Linked DNA regions of Mus musculus: region 2 is linked to region 1. Evidence: chromatin contacts called from public Micro-C data. All regions are on one chromosome and are shown on one strand. The core of a region is the stretch at or near the end of the contact, and the rest is flanking DNA. Distances in the headings are between cores, read along the strand shown. Region 1 holds the start of Uncx (UNC homeobox). Region 2 holds the start of Cdx2 (caudal type homeobox 2).

Region 1 (5,605 bases), core at 1,754-4,253:
AAAGCGACCGCTCCAGAAAGCCGCAATTGACAAGGAAGCAATTATGAAATTTTGATGTTCAAGATCGGATGGGGGGGGGGCCGGGGGCACGTGCGCGCTCCAGTTGGAGCCAAGTGACTCCCCGCCGCGCCACTGCCAGCCCGAGGGCCTCTGAAGAGCTCTCGAGACGGGCGGGGTCGTCTCGGCCACCCCCACTGTCATTAAAGTCCCCCACTCCAACGCTTGAGTTTTTTCTTTTTTCTTTTAGGGTCCCGGGCACAAGAGAAAAAAGAGAGAGAGAGAGGAGAGAGAGAGAAAGAAAAAAGCCACTGGGCGATTGAAATGGTCGCATTGAGATGCGTGGAGCCGGCTGCAGCGCGCGGACTCACTCAAGGGGTCAAGTGACGGACGGATTGTTCGCTCCTTCATAATAATATTAATTAAACAATTTGCATGCTAATAAGGTAACAATTATCAGGGCCTCTGTTGAAAGATTCAGGTTATTACAACACGCCAATCTGAAGGCCAGGGGTCAGAGAGTGAGAGGCGAGCGAAATTTCAACTCAAATTAACATTCTGTCAGCTCCAGAAAATGGGATAAATAAAGTCGAATTAATTCATTATAATAAAGAGAGATGGGCGAGGAGCGGGGCCGGCGCCCGCCCCCTCTGCTGCCCTCCCCTCGGGCTGGATTGATCACAGCTCTGTATTCCGAAGCACGCGCCGGGCGCATTCCAGATCGCGAGTGCGACAGAAAAGCAGGCGGCAGTGGCCACGGGCAAAATCGAGCCGGATGGGCAGCGTTTACGTGTAGTATTTATAGCGAAAGAAATTAAATTATAGCGAAAAGTAGTGCTCTTGGCCCTTGACCTCGGGATTAACCCTTGCAGCGCCCTTCTAGTGTCACGGGGAGAGGGGTCCCCCCACCTCCAGGCCTGTCTCCAACTCTGTACATTCCCCGCTCCTTCAGAGACAGAGGGAGGGAGTAATTAAGTCCAATTTGGTAGTCCAGTCACTGTAGATTAGAAGCGAGGCCCGATTGTAGTCCGGCTGGGGTCCAGGCCCGGACATGAGTGTTGGGGGAACCACCCCAAGGGCAGTCTGGTTCCCTCTCTGCCAGCTCAGTGGGTCAGGGCACACACACACACACACACACACACACACACAGAGAGAGAGAGAGAGAGAGAGAGAGAGAGAGAGAGAGAGAGAGAGAGAGAGAGAGACATGGCACACACCATTCTGGCCTGTCCCATTTCTTCCTGCTTAGGCCTTACTTTTGCCAAAGCAAACTTGTCACTGTGCCCTGGGGTTGTGATGATCAGGCTTCCTTCTGGGGCAGGCGGTCAGAGTACTTTGCCTACAAATTTAGAGTCAGCAAAAAGCCATCTCTCCAGTGACAAACTTGCTTTTACAAAGGATACATCCCCATCCCCCATCCCCATCCCCCATCCCCCTCCCCCATCCCCCATCCCTATCCCTCATCCCCCATCCCCATCCTCCATCCCCATCCATCCTGGCTGCGTCCACCTCTGCTCACAGTCCGTGCTTGCGGCTTATTTAAGGATATGTCCCCTAATGATTTAGTTTTTGAGACTATCAATATTTTACAGTGGAGAAGGGAATGGCATCTCACTGCGAACATAATTTAATTATAATAGATGGGTTAGTGCCTCCAACCCATTCTTCAGAGCTGACTCAGAGGGAGATTTATTTATTTATTTATTTATTTATTTATTTATTTGAAGGGATGCGTGGGCCATTGGTCACTATCCTGAAGTTACCATTGTCCTTCCTCCTTCCATGCTCCCTCCTCCTCTGGGCTGGCATCCAGGACCCATATGTGTGGGAGTTAAGTGGGGTTAGGGTGCCCCAGCTGCCACCACCCTGTCTATATTGATGGGGTAACTGCCAATCAAGGAGGAGGGCGTCGGGTTAGACTCCTTATAGGTGGGGGCCGCATTTGGCTGGATCACTGTTTGGAGGTTCTTCTCTCCCCCCCTTCCCCTCCTCTCCTCTCCCTTTCTCCCCTCCCCCTTTCATTCTGGTCTCTCCGTCCATCTAGTCCCACTTCCCTCCCTTTCTTCTCTTTTTCTGCCTTGTTCCCCTCCTTCCTCCCCTTCTCTCCACTCTCCGTTTTCATTCTCCCTTCTCTTTATCCTCCCCGCTTTCTCTTCTCCTCTTCTCGCTTCTCTCTGTCCTTCCATCGCTTCTGGTTCCACTCCTCTCTCCTTCCTTTCTCCCCCATTACTTCTTCTCCTTCCTCCTCCATTCTCCTCCCTTTCTTCTTCTCCCCTCCCCTCCATCCTTTCCTCCTCTCCATCCACTTCCTCTCCTTCCTCCCTTTCTCTTTCTGCACTCCTCCTCCCCCAAACCTTTCCTTTCTCCCCCTCCCTCCTGGGCTTGTTCTTCCTCCTCTTTCTTCCCCTTGGTCTTCCAGTTCGTCGGGACACTTCTCTCCCCTTCCTCTCCTCCTCTCTTCCTCCCCCTCCTCCTCCCTCCGCCGCTCGCGGCAGCCCGCAGCCCGGGAGAGGCCGCTGGTAGAGAAGCCCTTGTAGTTTTAAATTCAATGTGACAGTTTCGGAAAGAGCGGATGATGAATCTCCCATTATTGGATCAGTCTATTTGCCGCTCAATGTCTCTCTGTAATTGGAGCAACATCACTTTAAAGGTTCAGAGAGTACAGCATTTCTGGTGAAAAATCCCCACAACACGCCGGCGAATGTTTTAAAGGGAAATCTATTAGAAGGAGGCGAGGGGCGGGAGCGGCGGGGAGCAGGAGTGGGGGGCTCGCCGGGGGCCCCCGGCCGGCCGAGCGCGGCGGTGCCCCTCCCTCCCCACCCCGTCTTGTTGTGACAGCTCCTGATACTGTTTATGGAGGTGCGTGTCAGGTATAATTAGCAATCGATATGGAAAACGTTTCCTTGCACCCAGCACGCCTCTGACGTCAGAGCCGATTAGCGCTTCTTATTGGTCCCAAATTCCCCGGGCCGCGGCTAATTATCGAGAGCTTGATGTTGATAAAGTAAAGCGGCGGAGCGCGGGCCGAAGCATGTGTAGGGCTCCGGGCCCCTGTCCCCGCCGCCGTCCGCGCCCCCGCGCCCCGCCAGCCCCGCGCGCGAGATGATGGACGGTCGCCTCCTGGAGCACCCGCATGCCCAGTTCGGGGGCTCGCTGGGCGGCGTGGTGGGCTTCCCCTACCCGCTGGGCCACCACCACGTGTACGAGCTGGCCGGTCACCAGCTGCAGTCGGCCGCCGCCGCCGCTGCCGCGGCCTCGGTGCCCTTCTCCATCGACGGCCTGCTCAGCGGCTCGTGCGCTGCAGCCGCCGCCTCGGTGGTCAACCCCACGCCGCTGCTGCCGGCTGCCTGCGGGGTGGCCGGCGAAAGCCAGCCCTTCAAGCTTGCAGGTAGGCTGGAGGCGGGGACACGGGGAAACACAACGGGGGGCCTCGGGGTGGGGTGCACCAGGCCGTCGGAGAATAGCGACCCACTCCTCCGTGCACCCCGCACCCGAGGTGGGTGCAAGCGGGACAAGCATCTGCCAGGTGGCTGAGCCTTGCAGCGTCCTGTGCATGCCCGCAGACTCGGGGGATCCAGACAAGGAGAGCCCCGGCTGCAAACGGAGACGCACCCGCACCAACTTTACCGGCTGGCAGCTGGAGGAGCTGGAGAAGGCGTTCAATGAGAGCCACTACCCGGACGTGTTTATGCGCGAGGCGCTGGCGCTGCGCCTGGACCTGGTCGAGTCCCGAGTTCAGGTAAAGATTGGTGTCGCCCAAGGAGTCCGAGATCCCGCACTAGGCGTGCAGAGCGCGGTGAGGCAGGGCCACCTTTGTTCTAAGTGGCGGGGAGGTGGTTTCAGGCTCCGCGCTGCTGGCCATGGTGGGGATTATGAGGGTTGAACCCCTTCTCCCATCTGGAGGTGAGTAACTTGAGAGTGCCGAGGTGATTGGGGAGAGATCCTGGTGGCGCCCCAGTAGCCACTGCAGTGACTGCGTTCGATTCGGGGAAGCCGGGTGTAGGTTGGCTGCGGCCGCGGCGCACAGTCTGGAAAGGCTGCCGAGGCTCGAAAAGCCCTCCAGGAGGGGACAAAGTGGGCCCTGGCCTGGGCGCTCTTGACAGAGGCTTTCTCCCATCCTCGAAGCTGACAGATCTGTTGCTTTATTTCTGGCTTGTGAAATATTAAGATAGAAACATGCATTTATCCATCGTCTTACAAACAGCCGCTGGGGGGGTGCATTTGTGGGAGAGTAGGTGGAAACTTTCGCGGTTAACACATTGGAAAAGAGGGGGCTTAAAAAAAAGGGCATCTGAATTTAAGATTCTTCTCCATTAAATTCCTCCCTCCCCAACCTCTTCGTTATTCGATTTCATGAGGAGTCAGGAAGCAGTATTCATTAAAAAAAAAAAAAAAGCAGCGTTAATTTGGCGTAATAAAATTCCAGAATTAATGTCTGCATAATAGATGCTTTCCTAGAATACAGAAACCTTGGGGTCTGTGTTATTAGTGGGTGCCTGGGGTGGAGGCAGACGCTGGCAAAATACCAGTTTAGCGCCATAGCTTTGCCTGAAATATTTGGGTCCTGGGCTTTGGCCTGCTCTCATCTGTTTAAAAATCCCTCTCTCCAAATTGTTCTGTGGCTTAAGTGAAGTCCGAATCTTTTTTATATCCCCTCTAATATGATAGAAATTTCTGATGAGGAAGTAATCTGGAAATTGCACCCCTCCAAAAAAAAAAAAAGTTTTGAAAAAGAAAAGAGAAAGCTTCCCAGGGTGTTGGCTTAGTCTCAGAGACTTTTGCACAAACCAGGCTCCCTTGGAGCAGGTCTGCTGTGCAATCCTGCTAACTTTATACGGGCCACAACAAAGCCTTTACATTGCTACATTCTGCAAGGCATGGTAGCCTTGCCCAGGTCCTTGGCCCAGGGAGCGGTGGTGGTCTTGGGAGCTGCTGTGATCTTTAAATTCTTCTTGGCTGTCCCAGACAAGACCTGCTGAGAGCAGGAAGGACTACAGAACATCCCTGCTCTCAAGGGGGGGGGGGGGGCTGGTGGTCAGCTTTGGGCCTGCTTGCCCACCTTGTGGCACCCCCCATCCCCCCAGGTCAGGCTAGGCTGGACTGCTTTGGAAAAGCTTTGTGGTCCCTGGTCCTAGGTCCTGCATAACGAATGATGTGCGTAGCTGTGCTGGGAGAGCTGGGCTAATGAAGGTCCATCCAAGTTCGGCTTCACAGGCCCTTCTTGAGGAAGAAGTAACCAGATTTCCCTTCAAGGGAGACCCTGCAATGTGGGCCTTGAGCATCTCTTGGCCCCCCCCCCCCCAACACAGGGGCTGCCGGTTCAGCACAGCCTTTCCTGATCACCAGGCCAGGCCCCTTAGAACTGAGAGACCACGGCGAGGGCAAACTGGGGCCTGCTTCTGCCCCCTACCCCCAACCAGGAACTCTGGACAGCGCTGGGTCACAGGCGACACGGGGCTTGCCTGAGGAAGGGGCAGCTCCCTGGGGCCGGAGGTGAGAATTGAGAGCGGGGAAACTGGCCAAGAGGCCCATCTATGCTCCTTCCGGGCGGATGAGATGCTGGCCAGAAGCTGCAACCCGAGTATCAGCATCCAAGGGCTGGTGGAGA
Region 2 (5,605 bases), core at 2,318-4,817, 7.8 Mb after region 1:
TGGGATGTGGCGTCAAGGTAAGCGGGTAGTTACCTTTTGTTTCAATATAGTGGAAAGATGGATGCATGGGCTGGCAGATCCCCACCAGTCACCAGTACCACACACAAAGTCCTGCCCTGGAATTCTGAGTGCTATCTCCATGTTGTCAGGAGGAAAATCCTTCTACTTGGAACGCGTCTCACCTGCCCAGCTAGGTTTGGCCTGGGGCATTCTTTCTTTTTTAATTTCCCATTTATCCCCCGAGGCAACTATCCTGACCAAGTGACCTGTGATCATTGGATTGAGTCAACATATTAAATCTTGGATTGATTGTTTTACTGAAGGACCTTGACAAATAGCGCGGGGCTGCTGGATCAGGCAGGAGTCTGGCTATTCAACCCGGTTAAGTCGGGGATGCTTCAATGGACAGAATGCTGGCCAGGAACTGTTCCACGTCCAAAGTTGGAGAGGTCTCACATCAAAACAGATAGATTTTAGTGCTCAGTGCCTAGTTGAACAAGGAGATCTAAGGGGTGGGAGTTGCCCAGGGGTGTTTAAGGCCCCGCAGGCTGACTTTGTTCAGGTAAAAACCTTTGCAAACCACTACAAAAGTGTCCTGGGAAGATACAGGAGGGATCAGAGAGAGGTCCCCCCGCCGCTGAAAGGGGAACACAGTCGCAAACAATGCAAGACAAGGCGATCTTATCAAAGAAAAGCGCTTTCAATGCCTTAATAACAACCGCATTCTGTTTGAATTACCACTACTGAGCAAATGGCGGCCTCAGCTTTCATCCCCTTCCCCGCCAGGAGCATTAACATAAACACAGCCCCGCAGGCGCATTTGAATGGGCGCTGCGGCCCCGACCCCGCGCCTGCTTTGGAAGTAAAGGGATCCAACCGGTCGGGAGCGGGCTCACTGGAGCCTGTAACACACTCGCTAGTGCCCCACTCCACAGAAGACGACAGAACCAAATCTTAAGTGTGCAGACCGAATAGCAAAGAGCTTGTAGTACTAAAGAAAACTATCAGACCTGGGAAGCGAGGCGCAGAACAATTTCCCACAGCGGTCCTCGCCCTAGAACGGATGCTGCTCTTAGAGCACCACGCGCTGGCTGAGGAACGCAAAGATGGTCCGTGAGCCCTGCGGTCCGCTCCCCAAGGGCTTGCAGGCGCCCCGCACCCCCTGGGAACCAAGGAGGGGGGCTGGAAGAGGGGAGGGATGAGAAGGAGTTGTCAGAATTCATTATTGACTGCGAAAGTCACCACCCTCTTTCCGGGCCCTAAAAGAGACAATGGCAGGGCTGAAAGGTGTACATCAAAGCCGGCCGGGCGGCGTACACGCCTCTGCCCCTTGACAGATGACGCTCTGCAGAAGAGTCGGGCTCCGGCACTGCGGGCCACAGCTTCCCTACATTAACATCACAAGGGCGCCCGGCGCCGACAGCGGTCTTGCCACCTCGGCGCGGGACTTCACAGCGACCTCTCATCTGCTGACCCCGCGGCCTGGGCTCCTGAGGTTCTCCTCCCCCTCCCAGGACCCTAGTCTCGGACCACCCACCCCCTGAACGCAAAAGTTCTTTCGGAGGGCTAAGACCCCTACCGGCGATCCTCCGCTCACTACCTTTCAGGCAGGCTTGGGAAAGTAGGGTTTATGCGGAGAACCGGTTTAGGAGTAAGTCCTCCTGGAAATGACAATGTCAAAGCCCACTGGAGGCTAATCTGGAGACTTCACTCCGGCAGCATTGCCCACCAAGATGTTGACGGGGTGTGCGCAGTGACGCAGAAGTGTCCAGCGACAGGCCCCCAAGTGCCGCTCTGATTTATACGGCTGTAATTGGCTATAAACCTCCTCAAAGTGGCCATAACCCGGGCATGTGGCCTGGCTGTGCCAACAAGGAGCAAATCCAGAGAAGCGGAAGCTCAAAGAGCTGGAGAAGGCTTCACGGAACAACAAAAAAGGGGGGACTCTTAGTACCACTCCCTGTCACACTTTGCTCACTTCCTTCCCACTCCTATACACATCCGGACATCAGAAAGGGCAAACAGAGCTTGTGAGTCCCACAGACCGGCAATCTCGGGTCTTTCGTGAAAAATCTCCCGAATCCAACACACAACACTCTCAGACACACGAGATTCTAGAAGGGAAGGGTCAGGAAGAAACCTTCTTAAGAAGCCGAGTCCGCTGTGATGCTAAGAGAGGATTTCTATGAGAGACTTTGCTTGGCAGAGAGAGGGAAGAGTCAGGGACCCTGGAGTTCCCCCACTTCCTCCGAGGCTTCTGGGGGGCTCCGCCTTCTCTCCAGGGGCGCACCGCGGCGTCTGTGCTCGCAGCAGCACCGACCCCTTCAGTAGACCCTAATGGCCAAACTGATCCTGGCGCAGCCTCCACACTCCCTGGCCCTTTCGGGGGGGTACCTCAGATGGAAGAAGAAAAGCAGGTAGCTAAGTTGAGTAGGCACGGCAAAGAGAATCCAAGCGGCCCGACCCTCTCGGCCAGGAACGGTGTAAGGAATGCGGGAGGCAGCCAACTCAAGGGCACGATTCAGCTCGCGGCGGGCGACAGTGCTTAGGACACTACCGGGAGCTTCCGAAGGCGTCCCGAGGTTGCCAATGGGGTACTGCCCTAAACAAACCTGGGGGAGCGAGACACAAATATACACTCCTGGGATGAATCCACCTGTATTTCCCCCTTTGCCCCTTCTCCTGTCCTGGCTAGGAGCTGGCAGACAGCCCGCGACAGCCCCAACGCACGCGGGACCTGGGGCGCGCCCCGGCACCGCTTACCTTGGCTTCCTAGGGACTGCTGCGCGGGCTTCCGCATCCACTCGCACAGGTTTCGCCGCTGGCCGCTGGGGGACAGCTGTTCGGCGGCGGCGGTGGCTGCGGGCCCCGGGGGGCCGAGGTTGAGCGTCTGCAGCAAGCCGGAGGCGCAGGACGGCGAGGCGGCCGGATGGTGCGGGTGATGATGCGGGTGATGGTGCGCGTGGTATTCGGCGGGGCTGCTGTAGCCCATAGCGGCGGCCGGGGAGCCACCATTGAGACCGTGGGCTACCGCGTTGGCTGCCGCAGCGCCCCCGGGTGCGTAGCCATTCCAGTCCTCGCGGAGAGGGGCGCCGTACGCGGTGGGCCAGGATGGCCCTGGGGACTGAGCGCTGTCCAAGTTCGCCGTAGCAGCCGCCGCGGCCGCCACGTGGTAACCACCGTAGTCCGGGTACTGCGGAGGACTGACAAAGTTCTGCGGAGCCAGGTTCAGGCCGCCGGAGTGGCGCACGGAGCTAGGATACATGCTCACGTCCTTGTCCAGAAGGTAGCTCACGTACATGGTGGCGAGGGACCCAGAGCAGACCTCACCATGCTGTCTGGGGACAAACGTTGAAGGCTGCCAGAGGCGCGAGGCGCAGGGGGCTAGAGATAAAGGTAGCTGGCTGCACCTCAGCCCACGGTGCTCCGTCGGCTCCTTGCAGAGCTTCTGCCTCCCGGGCAGTCCCTCCCTCCGTCCTGCCTCCTCCCCTCTCTTCCTTCTTTCCTCCCACCTCCTTGCCAGTAAGCTGTAGAGGCGGGGATGACCCGCCGCAGGTTGGCTCGCGGAGTCCCAGGCCAGCGGCCTTACGTGATTAACGAGTGTTTACAAGACTCTATTAGTAATGACACAGACACCAATGGCTGGAGACGTCGAGGCGCAGCGCGCTACGCACACAGTCCCCACCACCACCACCCCCAGAAACACGATTTGCATTTTAAAAGTTGGGGAGGGGGGCGCTCCTGAGAGGGCAGCGACCAGATCACAGCTGAATATTCAGGCCCTTCTTGCTAGCTACGAGCTTCCTCCTTCCAACCTGGGTGCACTTTAACCTCCAATCACAGGTTCAAAGACTGAAATGAAGAGACTTGCAAACGCCTTGGGAAGTCCAGAAAGGCAGGCTTGGTGGGAAGCTGGGTTTGGAAACGGGCGGGCGCAGCCTTTCGTACATTCTCAGGCAGAAGGTGGTCAAGAAAGGGGGGGGGGGGGAGGGAAGTCATTGCTTTGAAGAGCTTTCTGACCAACCCAGGAGGTAGGTGGCTTGTAGAGCTGCGGTGAAGGCTATTCCTTCCCGCTCTGAGAACCAGGAGGAGACTGACGGACGGACGGTCGGACAACCCTCAGCAATACATTTATTTCCTTGTCAAAGGAAACCACTCGGCCTCTACAAAAGAGAAAAGACGATTCTACCTCCAGGTTGCGCCCCCCACCCCAGGATTTGTCTTACAGTTAAGATTTAAGTTCAAGGAAAGCAATTCATTTTTAAAAACTATTACATTAAACAATCGAAACCCTCTTCAAAGCCAACAACTGGACCCACGATATGGAAGGCAGTAATTAGTGGATGGCTGGGATCCTGATATATTTCTCTCCCTTAAGCAAAATGCTAATTACACGACGTATTCGGTTTGAAACTTCCACAATTACACTTGTGTTTTTCCTGAGTGTATTTAAGAGTTTGTTTGTTTTGTTTTGTTTTAATCAAGGGAAGTATTTGTGCTGACACCTATCTAGTTATTCTTGTCTTATGTCATGCTTAAAACACTTTCTTCTGAGGAGAGATAGCTCAGCCAGAACACTGCCTGCTCTTGCGGAGGACCCATGTTCAATTCCCAGTACCCATTTGGTGGGCTCAAAACTCCAGAACTCCAGCCCAAGTAGATATGACACCCTCTTTTGGTGTCCAGCCACCATACGTGAGTGATACAGAGGCATACATGCAGTCAAAAACAGCCATACCCATAAATAATAATAAAATAAATATTAAAGCATTAAATTAGTTTAAAACAGCACTCTGTCCTTTATAAAGTGAAAGCTCTCTCTGCAGAAATTTGCTTTTCATCCCACGGAATGAATCCACCGTTGTCGCTATTCATTACTGCTACGGAAGAAAATACTTTTCTGAGCCAAGGCTGAGGTTGGAACCCTACAGGAGAACCTTTGGGTGTGGGAGAAAGCCAACCTTGGCCCTTTTCTCTTGAGACTTTGGTCTGTCTGCAAAGGCAGCTTGATGAGATTGGGGCTGCCACTTCAGACATGACGTTCCAAACTACCCAGGTCCTCGCTGGACAGTCGCGCTTTGCTGTAGCTGATGGTGTCTGCAACCCAAGGATGCTGACAATGCTCTCTCCTGCCTGGAGCCCTGCACTTGTGTGTCCATTCGTGTGTCCTTCTTGGGGGCACTTGTCCAGGCTCCTTTATCCCCTCAATTCCCACCTCTTGCATTTCTTACAGCTATGGAAACTTGCACATCCTCCTGACAGTCTGTGTTTTGTAAGAAGGGTTAAAACCGGGGTGGGGGTGGGGGGGTGGCTTGATCTTCAAGAGCTGTCCCTCAAGAAGCCAAGGACCCTTGTTGCTCCTCTTTAAAGCCCTCCCAGGTACCTTGCAGGAACAGCAAGGGTGTCATCTTACTTTCCAAGAAATAAACCTGAGGGTGGGTGAGAGGTTGGAGGAACCAAACCTCATTCCAGAAGGAAGGACCAGGAAGGGTGTTCAAGTCCCCAGGGGGTGGCCAGAATGTGGAAGGTTAAGTGGTAGGCATTGCAGACTTTTGATCTTAGGACTATCTCCCTCCCCTTCCTGACTCAATCCCTCCTTCCACCC

What was found. Hi-C and Micro-C count contacts between places; a contact is called where the count stands out from the background.
Region 2: a Micro-C map of embryonic stem cells shows a contact between it and region 1, with 17 times the contacts expected there. The contact joins the promoter of Cdx2 here to the promoter of Uncx in region 1. A contact is called at or near these places in 4 of 39 promoter capture datasets (cranial neural crest, embryonic stem cells, hippocampal neurons and 1 more), 11 of 484 Hi-C or Micro-C datasets (embryonic stem cells, epiblasts, germline stem cells and 1 more), 1 of 115 datasets of contacts at active chromatin or transcription factors (embryonic stem cells) and 1 of 9 other capture datasets (embryonic stem cells).

Annotation. Positions count from the first base shown.
Region 1 is chr5:139,540,895-139,546,499 of GRCm38.p6, forward strand. Uncx (UNC homeobox) reads left to right here and starts at 3,004. Exons shown (of 3, transcript NM_013702.3): 1 at 3,004-3,385; 2 at 3,561-3,736. The coding sequence starts at 3,100. It overlaps 4930500L23Rik (RIKEN cDNA 4930500L23 gene), which reads left to right. Exons shown (of 4, transcript NR_040701.1): 4 at 248-445.
Region 2 is chr5:147,303,682-147,309,286 of GRCm38.p6, forward strand. It overlaps Cdx2 (caudal type homeobox 2), which reads right to left and starts at 3,568. Exons shown (of 3, transcript NM_007673.3): 1 at 2,764-3,568. The coding sequence starts at 3,301.